2 separate regions of the Sus scrofa genome follow, and region 1 is linked to region 2. Evidence: chromatin contacts called from public HiChIP or PLAC-seq data. All regions are on one chromosome and are shown on one strand. The core of a region is the stretch at or near the end of the contact, and the rest is flanking DNA. Distances in the headings are between cores, read along the strand shown.

Evidence for each region. HiChIP or PLAC-seq counts read pairs in DNA pulled down with a chosen protein or histone mark.
Region 1: a contact with region 2 is called in an H3K27ac HiChIP or PLAC-seq map of alveolar macrophages. The contact joins the promoter of ZNF131 here to the promoter of C16H5orf51 in region 2. A contact is called at or near these places in 1 of 47 Hi-C or Micro-C datasets (heart right ventricle) and 1 of 2 datasets of contacts at active chromatin or transcription factors (alveolar macrophages).

Annotation. Positions count from the first base shown.
Region 1 is chr16:27,809,883-27,816,953 of Sscrofa11.1, reverse strand. ZNF131 (zinc finger protein 131) reads right to left here and starts at 2,980. Exons shown (of 7, transcript XM_021076671.1): 1 at 2,755-2,980; 2 at 1,713-1,851; 3 at 446-547. The coding sequence starts at 1,836.
Region 2 is chr16:26,678,708-26,685,347 of Sscrofa11.1, reverse strand. C16H5orf51 (UPF0600 protein C5orf51 homolog) reads right to left here and starts at 3,711. Exons shown (of 6, transcript XM_003133915.4): 1 at 3,514-3,711. The coding sequence starts at 3,613.

The DNA.
Region 1 (7,071 bases), core at 1,731-4,230, 1.1 Mb before region 2:
ACCTGGCTAGTATCCATGAGGACTCAAGTTGAATCCCTGGCCTCGTGCAGTGGGTTAAGGATCTGGTGTTGCCATGAGCTGTGGTATAGGTTGCAGATGTGGCTGGATTCCGTGTAGCTGTGGCTCTGGTGTAGGCTGGTGGCTAAAACTCTGATTCGACCCTTCGCCTGGGAACCTCCATACGCTGTGGGTGCGGCCCTAAAAAAAAAAAAAAAAGACTCCTTTAAGAAAACAAATACCATTTAACATAATAATTTTTTCCTGAAATTATTTTACCAAGCATGTTACTAAAAGTAAGAATTCTCAGGTGTCAAAAGAACAATTTGTCCAGTCACCTAATGGAAACAACTGATGGCTGTTTCCCAAGGTATCTTGCTAAATTAACTGCATAAAACATCAAATTATGTTTGCTAAATACTATATTTAAAATAAAATAAGCATCTACCTTCTATCTCCACCAAAGGTTCCTGAGTAAACTCCTGAAAGAATTTGTAGAAGAACTTGCTGCAAGCAGCCAAAACAGCCTTGTGGGCCTTAAAATGGTGTCCTAGAGGAAAAAAAGAAAAACAAAATAAAATCATCCATTGTCACAAAAACCAAATAGAAAACATAATATAAAATTAAAGTAAAACAGATCTTTCTTTATCAGCCGTACCCGCGGAATATGGAAGTTCCTGGGCCAGGGACTGAATCTGAGCAGCAGCTGTGACACATGCCACAGCTGTGGCAATGCAGGATCCTTAACCCACTGTGCCAGGCTGGGGATTTGAACAGGCACTGCCACAGAGACACCACCAGATCCTTGACCCTCTGCGCCACAGGGGGAACTCCTAAAATAGATCTTTCTTAATGTAATTATAAAACTATACTCTGGCAGCTATCTTGACAAATTTTAATCTCAATTAGACATGAAGCCAGATCTTTACCTCAAAGGCCTTAAGTCAGTTTTTCATAGGCCACCTCACAATATTTCAGAAAATAAAGGAACCTCCTACTGCTTAAGTCAAAGCCTCAAGCAATTCAATTGAAATTGCTAATATCAATACAACCCAAAAGGTTATATACATCACTGGAAAAGAAAAGAAAAAGCCACAGAATAAGCACCAAGCTGGATGTGTTTACTATGGAAAACATTTTAATATGCCTAATATTTGGAAACTCAATCTACAGCAAACCTATTATAAAAAAGTTTGCCTTAGTCTATTTTCAGTAAATAGGAAAAATACTCTAAGTATTCCTCCATTATAACAACAACTCCCAAGACTGGTAAAAAACTATTTTATTTGGGGGGGTTAAAAAACGTTGTACCAGTGTTACAAAGTCATCTCTCACATTTTCCCTCTAAGACTATGTGGGAAACTAGAATCAACACTCCCCAAATGACTCCTGTGAGACTTCTCAAAGCAGTTTATCATCAGAACTCCACTAACCGAACATTTGGAGACATCCTCCCTATCCCAATACCATCATGGTGCACTAATGTGTGCAATGGGAAACACTTCAAAAGGCTGCAAGTTGTTAAAATGCCATGTTTATGTTGAAAGCGTGACCAGCCTTCTGCAGCATGGTCTACCGTGAGGGGACATTTAAGTGCACACCCCCCGCAGACTTTAGATACAGAGTCCTTAGAAGGTGGGTAAAAAAGGCGGGTGGAGGAAAGGGAGATGAGAACTGAAGCCACAATTCGCTCCTCAGCCCACCACCGTACCCACCGTCGACAATCAAGGTGATGTCAGTAAACCGGTCCTGCTCTCGCTGTTCATTCAATCGGTCCAGGATCATTTTATGATGTTCAGGGAACTCCTGAAGGCATTCCATCGTCTCTTCGGCCTCCATGGCCGTCGGGTTGCTCTACAAAAGAGGAGCATGATAATGTACACTCATGAGCTCGGGCTGAGGAACAAAACCCCTAAAGCATAAAACAACAACAACAAAAAAACAAAACCCAGCAACGTGAAAAGAAGGGGGGAGGGTGAGGCAAGAGGAGAGGAAAACGAGTGAAGAAAGAAAGGCGAGCCGGGCGGCCGCCGCGCGTAGGGCGCCGGAGCCGCGGCCGCGGGACTCCGAGCCTGACCTAATTGGAGTCGGGAGACGCGAGCTGGAGCGGGGTGGGCACAGCGCCGGAGGCTCCGGGCGCTGGGGCGCGCAAGTCCGGCAGGGGAGGGGACCCGACAGCCGCCGCGGCCCTCTAACGGCCCGCCAAGCCCTTCGGCCCGGCCCTGGCTTCCACCGCCCCGGGACCCGGTCCGGCCCGCGGCCCACAACGACTCCCGGGTCGCCTCTCCCTCCCCCGCCCTCCCTCTTCTCCCCCGCCCCGACCGGGCCGGCACTCACTCAGGGAAGGAGGAGCGGCCCGGGCTTGCGCGTCACTTACGTCGACGTGCTGCGTCACCGCGTCGTGCTCCGGCTGACGCGGACGCCTACTGAGCGCCGACCCACTGAGCTACGCCCCCACCCGCCCTCTTGTAGTGGCAGGGCGGAGCTAACGGAGAGGATTTGGCGCTCGCGGAGCCGAGGGCGCCAGCTCTGGAAGGAGGAAGTGCGGGTGTGGTTGGGTTGAGCCGGTATAGGGCCTGGCTTTGTCCTGAGTGGAGCCCCACCTTCCACCCACGCCCACGTCTGATTCCAGGTGTGAACACTTCCAACCCGGACCTCAGAATAAACTCGCAACCGGTTCCCAGTGTGCTTTTGCTTAACCGCCCCCAGTCCCGCCCCGCCCCCTTCCCTCCCAAGGCCTAGGTCCGGCCGCCTTACCTAGCTCACGATCCTCCCTCTCTCCTTTCCGTCCCCGAAAGCCTTTCCTTCTCTGCTCTCCCCTCTTGGGGTGTGACTCGCCCCACGCTTTTCCCTACCCCTAAACGACGCCTCGCCCGCCATTTCCTGCGAGTGTCGGAGCTCTCTCCGCTTGGGTCCGGCCGGCGCACGTGCGCTCGCTCCGAGACCCGGGTGGCCGCCGCGCCGGCTGCGGCGGCCACGGGCGCGAGCACGTTCCGGCCGCCTAGGATCTTCCTCCCGGGTGCCCGCCCTCTCAGTGCTCGGCGAGTAGCACATGTTTGCTAGGCTCAGGACCTGCATCTGCTCTGATTTTTACACCTAGTACTATTACTGCAGCTCTCTGTTTCCCAATCTGCGCGCTTGAAGAGGCCGTTGACCCATAATCAGCTCACGTAACTGAAGTCATTCATTCATTCCTCTGAAAAAATGACTTTTTGAAGATGATATGATCAAGGCTTAGTCTTTTCTCTCAAAAGGAAGATTGGGATTAGGGAAGAATTTAGTATTGATTAAGGGTAAATGTAACTATTTCATTAGTCATTTATTGAGAGCCGGCGTTGTGCTAAGGCACTGTTTAAGGGACTGGGAAATCCAACAGTGAATAACTCATATGTAGTTTCTGCCTTCCCAATCTTAGTTTATGGAGGAGACATTTTGAACATTTAATTGCATGAGTGCTGACTACCGAGTGTTATGAGATGTGAAGAACAAGATAATCTGGGAGTCAAGGAAAACTGGTGACCTATAAGAAGCAATATGAAGTTGAGTGTTCTTAGCCAAGAGGCACCAAGGCTACAGCATTCCAGGAGCTGAAAGAATGTTACTAGACAGACCCACAGGGGCCTTGTAAAAAGTGCTGAAGATGTTAAGATTTTCTTATAGTCACAATGGAAAGTCTTGAAGGTTGAGCAGGAAAGCGACATGGTAAATTTTACTTTTTTTTGTCCTGGCTCAATGTATTGTGGAAATTCCTAGGTCAGGGCTGCTGCAGTGACCACACTGGATCCTTAATCTGCTGCACCACAAGGGAACTCTGTTTAAGAAGAGAATTATAGGGAGTTCCCGTTGTAACACAGCGGAAATGAATATGACTAGGAACCATGAGGTTGCCGGTTCCATCCCTGGCCTTTTTCAGTGGGTTAAGGATCTGGTGTTGTCCTGAGCTGTGGTGTAGGTCGCAGACGCTGCAAGGTTCCTGTGTTGCTGAGGCTCTGGTGTAGGCTGGCAGCTGTAGCTCCGATTCAACCCCTAGCCTGGGAACCTCCATATGCTGCGGGTGTGGCCCCAAGGGGGGCAAAAAAAAAAAAGAGAATTATAGCTCTAATATGGAAAATAGATTAAATGGGACAAAATACAAAGAGTAAAGACTTATTGAGAAGGTGTTAGTAATCTAGATGAAACCATGGTGGCAAATGGGATTAGAAAACTAGATGGAATATGAAAAAAGTACATGTATATAAAGAAAAAACTAGATAGAATCTAGAGACAGAATCAACATTGTCTGGAAAGTACCTCATGGCTATATATATAAGAGAGAACAGTCAAGGATGGCTTCAAGATTTTTGGCTTGAGCTGGTAGGTTGTTGGTACCATTTACCAAAATAGGGAGTACAACTGGAGGAACTGACTGGGGAGAGATGAGGCAGGGAAGGATAATTTTAAGGAGACAGCTAAATGGAGACGATGTCGTCTAAGTAATTCATATAAGAATCTATGGAGCTTAGAAAAGAGAGCTAACCTTAGAGATTTGGAAAATTTTAGCATAAAGAGGATATTGAGGCCACGAAAATGGATGAGATTGTTTTAGGAGAATCTGCAGAGATGATAGACTGGTAGCTTATAGGTCTAATTGGACTGCTGGTGTTTTAATATCATCATCATCATTATTCATAGCTGAGGAAATCACACTTATAAATAGGCATTTGGGAAATTCCAGTATATAGGGCTGCTTTCCTGTAGAACAACAATAGGATTAAGCCAGATAGAGACTACCATCTCTGTGTAGGATTTGAACTATCCAGTTCACCACAGCCCCCAATCACTTTCTAGTGTCTTCGACCCAGTGCATATCATTCAGTTTTTACTTGTCTTTTTCCTAAAGCATTTGAATTTGGACTCTTGGCCTATAGGGTCATAATGAAAGAGGGTATAGTACTTTATCCCTGAGAAGTATCAAGTTTGTGGGCTTAGTGGGAAAGAAAGACTCTGGAAGGACAGTATGGTAGCTGGAGAAAGGGAAAACTGGAGGAGCATGACATCAATGAGGTCAGTGTTTCAAAAGAGGGGGTATAATCAGTAGTACTACAAGTGCTCAAGCTAAATAATGATTAGAAATGGTCCGGGTCGGGGTGGGGGAAACCCATATCCAAGTAGGTTAAGGAATAATTAAGAAAAGAAATTGAGATGATTCTTAATGATAGAACTCATTAGAAAGTGAGAGAATAGAGAAAGGAGTACCTGTAGAGAGTGATGGATCAAGTCAGTTTTAGTTTTTGTGTTTTGAGATGGGAGAGACCTAACTAACTTAAATGCTGATAGAGGAAAATCCAGCAGAGGAAGATGATAAAAATACAGGAGGAAAAGGGGCTAATTGTGCAAAAGGGGAAGAGACTGGAGAAGATGAAGTTGAGAGAATAGGTGAACAAATCAGCCTTAGATAAGAAGAAGGACATCTTGGAATTCCTGCTGTAGTGCAGCAAGTTTAGGATGTCTCTGCAGCAGCTCAGGTTTGATCTCTGGCATGGCACAGTGTGTTAAGGAGCCAGTGTTGCCGTAGCTGCTGCATCATTGCAGCTGCAGCTCAGATTTAATTCTTGGCCCAGGAGACTTCTACATGCCTTGGGTGTGGCCAAAAGAGAAAAAAAAGAAGAAGGACATCTTTCTATTAGCATTGAAATGAAATAACTAATAGGTAGGGCGCTCTTAGGAGTGTAGATTTGCTTTCAAGAGGTTGAGAAAATTCCCATCTAACTGAAAACCACTATTTTCTCCATGAAATAGATGGCTAGGTTGTCTACTAAAAGACAAGATTAGGAGAAGAAGGGTGCGTGTGTGTGTATGTGTGTGTTGGGGAGGAAAAACTTGAGATTGGGAGATGTATTCGTTATTTAAGGCTGTGTAACAAATTGCCCCAAAATGTAGTGGCTTAAAACAGTCTTGTCATTTCAGTTTTTTGGGTCAGAAATGTGAATGTTCCTTAGCTAGGTTTTCAGGGTTTCTCACAAGTTTCGAATCAAGACATCAGCCGGGGCTGCTGTCATCTCAAGGCCCAGCTGGAGCAGGAACTGATTCTAAGATCACTTAAGTGGTTGTTGATAGAATTCACTATCCCCTGGGTTATTAGCCTGAGGACTTCAGTTTTCTTTACACCACCTCTCTCCATTTGAGGCTCACCATAGAGGCTGACAGCTAGATTCCATCAACAAAAGTAAGAGAGAGCAGGCAAGACAGAAGCCAGGAGTTCCCATTAGGGCTCAGTAGGTTAAGAACCTGAGGAGTTCCCATCATGCCTCAGTGGACTCGAATCTGACTAGCATCCATGAGAATGCAGTTTTGATCCCTGGCCTCGCTCAGTGAGTTAAGGATCCAGTGGCTATAGCTCCAATTCAACCCCTAGCCTGGGAACCTCCATATGCCTAAAAAAAAAAAAAAAAAAAAAAAAAAAAAAGACCAAAACCAAAACAGTATCTGCAGAGTGTAATAAATCAAAGCACAGTAAAACAGGACATGCCTATCCCAGAAGGCATGATTATTGGGAGCAATCTTAGAAGCTGCCTGCTGCAGAATGAAAAAATTTGAAATTGATCCTGGACATAGTGATATCAGAGTAGCATCAACAGAATTTGGTAGAAGTTGATGACCACAATTTTGTATCATAATGGTCTGTTAGACATCATTGATTTCCTCCAGAAGCATTTAGTAATTAAGGACTATGAGGATAGGTGACATAAGAATGAAATTAGTGTTAAAATGCAATTTTCCATGATGCAGGCTTTGTGTCAGTTAATAACAACCAGGTTTATAGATGTTCACTGGAGTTAGAATGGGTTTTCAAACTTAAGGAGAATTGACAAACTAAGGGTAGTACTAGCTACTGTATCCCTGTGTATGTTTCAGGGCAACATTGGGAAAGTATTGTTTTTAAGTTTGGTTTGAAAAATAGTCTCAGTTGAAATCTTGGTTCAACCTAACAGCTGAGTGACTGTGGGCAAATTGTTTAACTTCATTAAACTTCCATTTCCTCATCTTTAAACTAATGTTCTTCCCATTGTGGTTCAGCGGTAATGAACCTGACTA
Region 2 (6,640 bases), core at 2,462-4,961:
AAATAGGAGTTCCTGTCGTGGCGCAGTGGTTAACGAATCCAACTAAGAACCATGAGGTTGCGGGTTCGGTCCCTGGCCTCGCTTAGTGGGTTAAGGATCCAGCGTTGCCGTGAGCTGTGGTGTAGGTTGCGGACTCGGCTCGGATCCCGCGTTGCTGTGGCTCCGGCGTAGGCCAGCGGCTACGGCTCTGATTGGACCCCTAGCCTGGGAACCTCCATATGCCTCGGGAGCGGCCCAAAGAAATAGCAAAAAGACAAAAAAAAAAAAAAAACCTAGAGATGAGACAAATTACCTAATTCCTTCAAAGCCTGGACAAAATTAAACTAAAAACTTCTGATATATCCTCTAAAAATAACTCCCCCTCATTGTCTAATTTATTCCTTTTCTTTCATGTCATATTCCCTTTGCTTCTGTTTTCACTTTTTCTTATAGATTTTTCCTCCCTAACCTACAAAGTGTTCATACCAAGGTGCCATTCACCTTTCTGCATCATCGCATGTAGTCAAATTTAAATATGCTTACTATCAAGATGCTTACATCCCTGTGTGTACCCTTATGTTGTTCCCTACTGAAATACATACTCTTTCCTCCTCACTGGCAAAGAAAAATGTAGCACTTTTTGCTAAAGGTCCATCTGATCCAGCCTCAGCACCTAGACAGACAGGTAAATTATTCAGTGTTGGAACAATAGCACCACCAGCTTAAGTTGCATCTGCTGACAATAATATGATGACCTTAAATTTTCCCTGGTAAGGTCTCCTGTACCTAGACTAGATCACTATCCACCTAAAATGAAAATTACTTCTTTATCATTGCCATGCCATCTCCCCTCAGTCCAGAAGTATCATCTATAAGAGTTCCCGTCGAGGCTCTGTGGTTAACGAATCTGACTAGGAACCATGAGGTTGCAAGTTCGATCCCTGGCCTTGCTCAGTGGGTTAAGGATCTGGCGTTGCCGTGAGCTGTGGTGTAGGTTACAGACTTGGCTCAGATCCTGCGTTGTTGTGGCTCTGGCTATTCCGGTGGCTATAAGTCCGAATGGACCCCTAGCCTGGGAAGCTCCATATGCCACAGGAGTGGCCCAAGATATGGCAAAAAGAAAAAAAAAAAAGTATCATCTATCAGAAAGATTCTATCATGAACTGAAATTGCATGGAACATGGCACTCCTTATATGCTTCTTTAAACAATTTAGTTGATATTTTCTTAATTTGCAGGATTATTTTAAATATAAAGACTTGCACTGAATTCAATGAATATTTGCTGAAGTATCTCACATGAACTCATAATTACGGCGGTAGAGGGATAATGGCTCACATTTCAGAAAAATTTTGTAAAATGTAGTATTTTCCCTGGCCACTTAAAGTAGTGACTGGCAAGGTGAAGACAAATGATTCTCACATAATTCCAGGAGAAAGTCCCTCTCATGGTATATGTCCGTATAGTAAACATAATATGTTGTACAATGAAACTAAATGAACAAGAGTTGACCAGAAACAAAAAGAAGAGTATTCTCAGACGGAGTGTCTGGCTGTATCATATTTAATTTAAAGCCAACAGGAGGAGTTCCCGACGTGGCTCAGTGGTTAGTGAATCCAACTAGGAACGATGAGGTTGCAGGGCGAATCCAACTAGGAACCATGAGGTTGCAGGTTCGATCCCTGGCCTCACTCAGTGGGTTAAGGATCCAGTGTTGCCGTAGCTGTGGTGTAGGTCGCAGATTTGGCCCAGATCTGGCGTGGCTGTGGCTGTGGCAGGCAGCTATAGCTCCAATTAGACCCCTAGCCTGGGAACCTCCATATGCCACAGGTGTGGCCCTAAAAAGACAAAAAAATAAATAAAAATAAGTAAAAATAAAAATATCAGGAGTTCCCGTCGTGGCGCAGTGGTTAACGAATCCGACTAGGAACCATGAGGTTGCGGGTTTGGTCCCTGCCCTTGCTCAGTGGGTTAACGATTCGGCTGTGAGCTGTGGTGTAGGTTGCAGATGTGGCTCGGATCACGCGTTGCTGTGGCTCTGGCGTGGGCCAGGGGCTACAGCTCCAATTCGACCCCTAGCCTGGGAACCTCCATATGCCGCGGGAGCGGCCCAAAGAAATAGCAAAAGGACAAAAAATAAATAAAATAAAATAAAATAAAATAAATAAAATAAAATAAAAAATAAAAATAAAAATATCATTCAAAGGTAAATTGTGAGTGTAAATTATTTTTGCTGTATGGGGAAAGAACACCAAATTCATTTCAAATACAATCAAGCACATTTTAATTAAGCTTCATAAAATCAGAAAATCTTGATGAATAGCTCATACACTATCAGTTTAATTCTACTACATTTCAGAGCTGTAAAACTAAACAAGAGTATATACCACTTTACGTTTATTTTCAACCTCTACTCTAGACTGGATTAAAGAACTCTTGTAAAATGAGAAAGGCTTTTGAGTGCAGTAGTTAAGTGAATAAGATATATTCTTTGATCTCTTTAGACTGGTTCAAATGAAGCTGGAGTGGGGTGGAGATCCTTGAACAGCTTATTTAGCAGTAACTTGGATATACTTTCAGGAGGTAGTTACTACTGTCCAAAAACTATTCATGATTCACTTAGCACAAACCAAAAAAAGCAAACAGCTTCAAGTTAGTCTGTGGGTTTTTAAGAAGAGGCCCCTAAGAAAAGCCAGCAAAATAATCGTCACTGGAACTAGAGCCATTTTATCCTGGACCCTATTTAATAAATTTACCAACTATTCAATCTCTTAGGAAAACATTTCACTACTATTTTCCCATGAGTTCGATGACAAGACGGTCTTCAAGAATTTTTAAATCTGTAGTAAAAGTACAAAACTCAAGATGAAATAATGTAGAACCTACAGGCAGCTGAGAGAACAAAAGTCGAAGTAAATCGCTACACCAATTTTTCCTAAGTAAACAGCTTGTACATTTCCAAAAATGTGTTCCAGTACAGACAGATCCTTGAGAGAATGGAGGTGATGAATGTATAAGAATCGTCTAAATTATAGAGATGTAAAGCTCTTCTGTATTGTTTACAGTTGAGTTTAGAATCTAAATTTCCAACACGGAAATTTAGAACACAGCAGTGAAAAAGTGGAACTGTTACACACGCCTAGCTATCTTTACTGCAGCAAAAACACCACTAGTTGTTTGCATACCATCACCCAACTTTAATCACTCATTTAAACTTTTGTGTGTACTTTCATACAGATCTTGCCTTTTTCCCAGTCGCTCCTGAGACAAGGACAAGCAGCCATTGAATTGACTGAAATATCAGCAGTTTTCCTGGGTTATGAAATATGGGGTCTCCAAGAAAACGCCTTAGCTTCAGGCGATGTGAGTTCTAGGAGGAAGACAACTACCGTGCAGCAGGAGCCAGAGACGCAAACAACACCTCTGGCCTGGGATCCATAAGACTTACAGGCCGCGGCCTCCGCTCTTATGCAGAGCGAGCGCCAACTCTGAACCACCATCCGCCCGCCCGCCTCCCTCTTCTCGGCTCCCTCACCATCTTCGCCGGCGGCTTCGCTAAGTTGTTGTATGTGGGCCTGCGCCAGGTCGCCGAGCTCCTCCACTCGCCTCACCACACTGGAGCCTGCGGCCGCCATGGCCACAATGGGCGGGCGCGCCCAGCCACGTGACCGCGCCGGCCCGAGGTCACCTGATCCCCTGCGCGGGCGGGGCGTGGGGGCGGAGCTCGCCTACTCGATGGGAGGGGACTCCAGCTCGCGCAGAGGAGCCGCTTGGGTCTGCAAAGGCTGTTCCAAGTTACTTTTCTCCTCTGGGTCTTCTACCACCAGAGCTGAGAAGCAGGGAGACTCTTGGGGCGGGCGTGACGTCATGGCACGCTTCCTGCCCGCAGCTTCTCTAAACCAATTGTAAATCCGCCCATGTTCCCAAGCTGATCCAGCGCCTAGCAGAGACTGGCTGGTCTCTTCTCTCTCTGGAGCTGCCCTTACGGGCAGTAGAGACGACTGGAAAGTCTAGAGGTTGGACTGTCTGGTTTGGGTTGCCTAAAATGTGGAAAGCCTTACTGGCTCTCTTGGAGCACATCCAAATCGCTAAGAGGTTATTGTGCGTCTAGGTGTCCAGACACTGGTGGGAGTTCCCAGTCTAAGCGGTTGGGTGTAGCTTTTCTAAATCTTAATTTTATTTTTTATTTATTTTTGTCTTTTTTTTTTTTCCTTTTCTAGGGCTGAAGCCATGGCATATGGAGGTTCTCAGGCTAGGGGTCTGATCCGAGCTGTAGACCATGTCCTATGCCATAGCCACAGCAACGCAGGATTCGAGCCACATCTGGGACCTACACCACAGTTCATGGCAATGCCGGATCCTTAACCCACGAGCAAGGCCAGGGATCCAAACAGCAACCTTCCTAGTCGGATACATTAACCGCTGAGCCATCATGGGAACTCCTAAATCTTAATTTTAATAGCTGAGTTTGTTTGACTTCTGATTGCCTTTGGCTAGCTCACATTTAACATATTCATACAATAGCACCAAATTTTGGACATAAACTATTGCCATACAACTCAAGACCCTCAAAGAGCTCTTGGTGTGCAAAGTTCATCTTCTCAATTGTGAGTTTCAAAGCACTTAGTCAAGAATCTAACTTCCACTTTGTGTTCCTTATTTTCTTTATGCTGATCAAACAGATTTTTAACTCGTTTTTCAATTTTTAAATTTGACACAGTACATCTTGAATAATCTCCATCCTCTTACTTCTTAAGGGAGGTAGTTTTTCATTTAATAGGAAATATTAAAAATAGATGCCAATTAAAAATTATCACTTGTGATATGGTTCTATAGGAATGAAGTCACTAGCCAGTGCAGTCCCTGACTTTGAATACACCGAAAGGAGCTCAGGACAGAAATTAGGAATGAGGCAGTCTGTGTTCTGGGAAAAATTGGCAAAATAGGCCTTCAGATAGATCTTTTCATAAAATTTTATGAGCCCAATTTCTTGTATCTTCTCATATCTAGAAAAGCTCTAAAATCATTAACACAGAGATCTCCTCCTGATTAGCAGCAACCTTCTGCCAAAATGGTGCATGACGGCACATATCCTCCCTTCGCTAAAGTCACATATACTGACCTCCCCTTACCTCTTTGGAGCAGTTCCTCAGAGCTATCTGACAGGGTGTCTTCCCAGTCACAGTCTTCATTAGGCCCACAAAAAAACTTAGCTCACAACTCTTACATTGAGCACGTTGTTTTTTCTTTTTTTTTTTTTTTTGGAGGTTCCCAGGCTAGGGGTCGAATCGGAGCTGTGGCCACTGGCCTATGCCAGAGCCACAGCAACTTGGGATCCGAGCCGTGTCTGCAACCTACAACACAGCTCACTGCAACGCCGGATCATTAACCCACTGAGCAAGGGCAGGGATCGAACCCGCAACCTCATGGTTCCTAGTCGGATTCGTTAACCACTGAGCCACGACGGGAACTCCTTTTTTTTTTTTTACTCAAATGAATTTATCACATCTGTAGTTGTATAATGATCATAACAATCCAATTTCACAGGATTTCCATCCCAAACCCAGGCACATCCCCCCACCCCCCAAAATGTCTCCTCCAGAGACAAGTTTTTTTGTTTTTGTTTTTGTTTTGTCTTTTTTGCTATTTCTTTGGCCCGCACCTGCGGCATATGGAGGTTCCCAGGCTAGGGGTCCAATCGGAGCTGTAGCCTCCGGTCTACGCCAGAGCCACAGCAACGTGGGATCCGAGCCATGTCTGCAACCTACACCACAACTCATGGCAACGCCAGATCGTTAACCCACTGAGCAAGGGCAGGGACCGAACCCGCAACCTCATGGATCCTAGTCGGATTCGTTAACCACTGCACCACGATGGGAACTCCCAGACCATAAGTTTTTCAATGTCTGTGAGTCAGCATCTGTTCTGCAAAGAAGTTCAGTCTGTCCTTTTTTCAGATTCCACATGTCAGTGAAAGCATTGGATGTTCGTGTCTCATTGTATGGCTGACTTCATTTAGCATGATAATTTCTAGGTCCATCCATGTTGCTAAAAATGCTGGTATTTTGTTCCTTTTAATGGCTGAGTCATATTCCATTGTGTATATGTACCACATCTTCTGGATCCACTCCTCTGTCGATGGACATTTAGGTTGTTTCCATGTCTTGGCTATTGAAAAGAGTGCTGTAATGAACATGTGTCTTTGCGGGTCATGGTTTTCTCTGGATAGATGCCCAGGAGTGGGATTGCTGGGTCAAATGGTAGTTCTGTGTTTAGTTTTCTGAGGAATCTCCATACTGTTTTCCACACTGGTTGCACCAATTTACAATGCCACCAACAGTGTAATAGGGTTCCTTATTCTCCACCCCCTCTCCAGCTCTTATTGTTTGTAGACTTTTTGATGATGGCCATTCTGGGTGGTGAGGTGGTACCTCATAGTGGTTTTGATTTGCATTTCTCTAATAATGAGTGATGTTGAACATCTTTTCATGTGTTTTTTGGCCATGTCTTCTTTGGAGAACTGTTTAGATCGTCTGCCCATTTTTTAATGGGGTTGTTTTTTTTTTTTTTTGGTATGGAGCTGCAGAAGGTGTTTATAAATTTTGGAAAGAGTACATTCTTTTTTTCAGTTGACATAGGGAAATACTGTGTTGTGATTTACA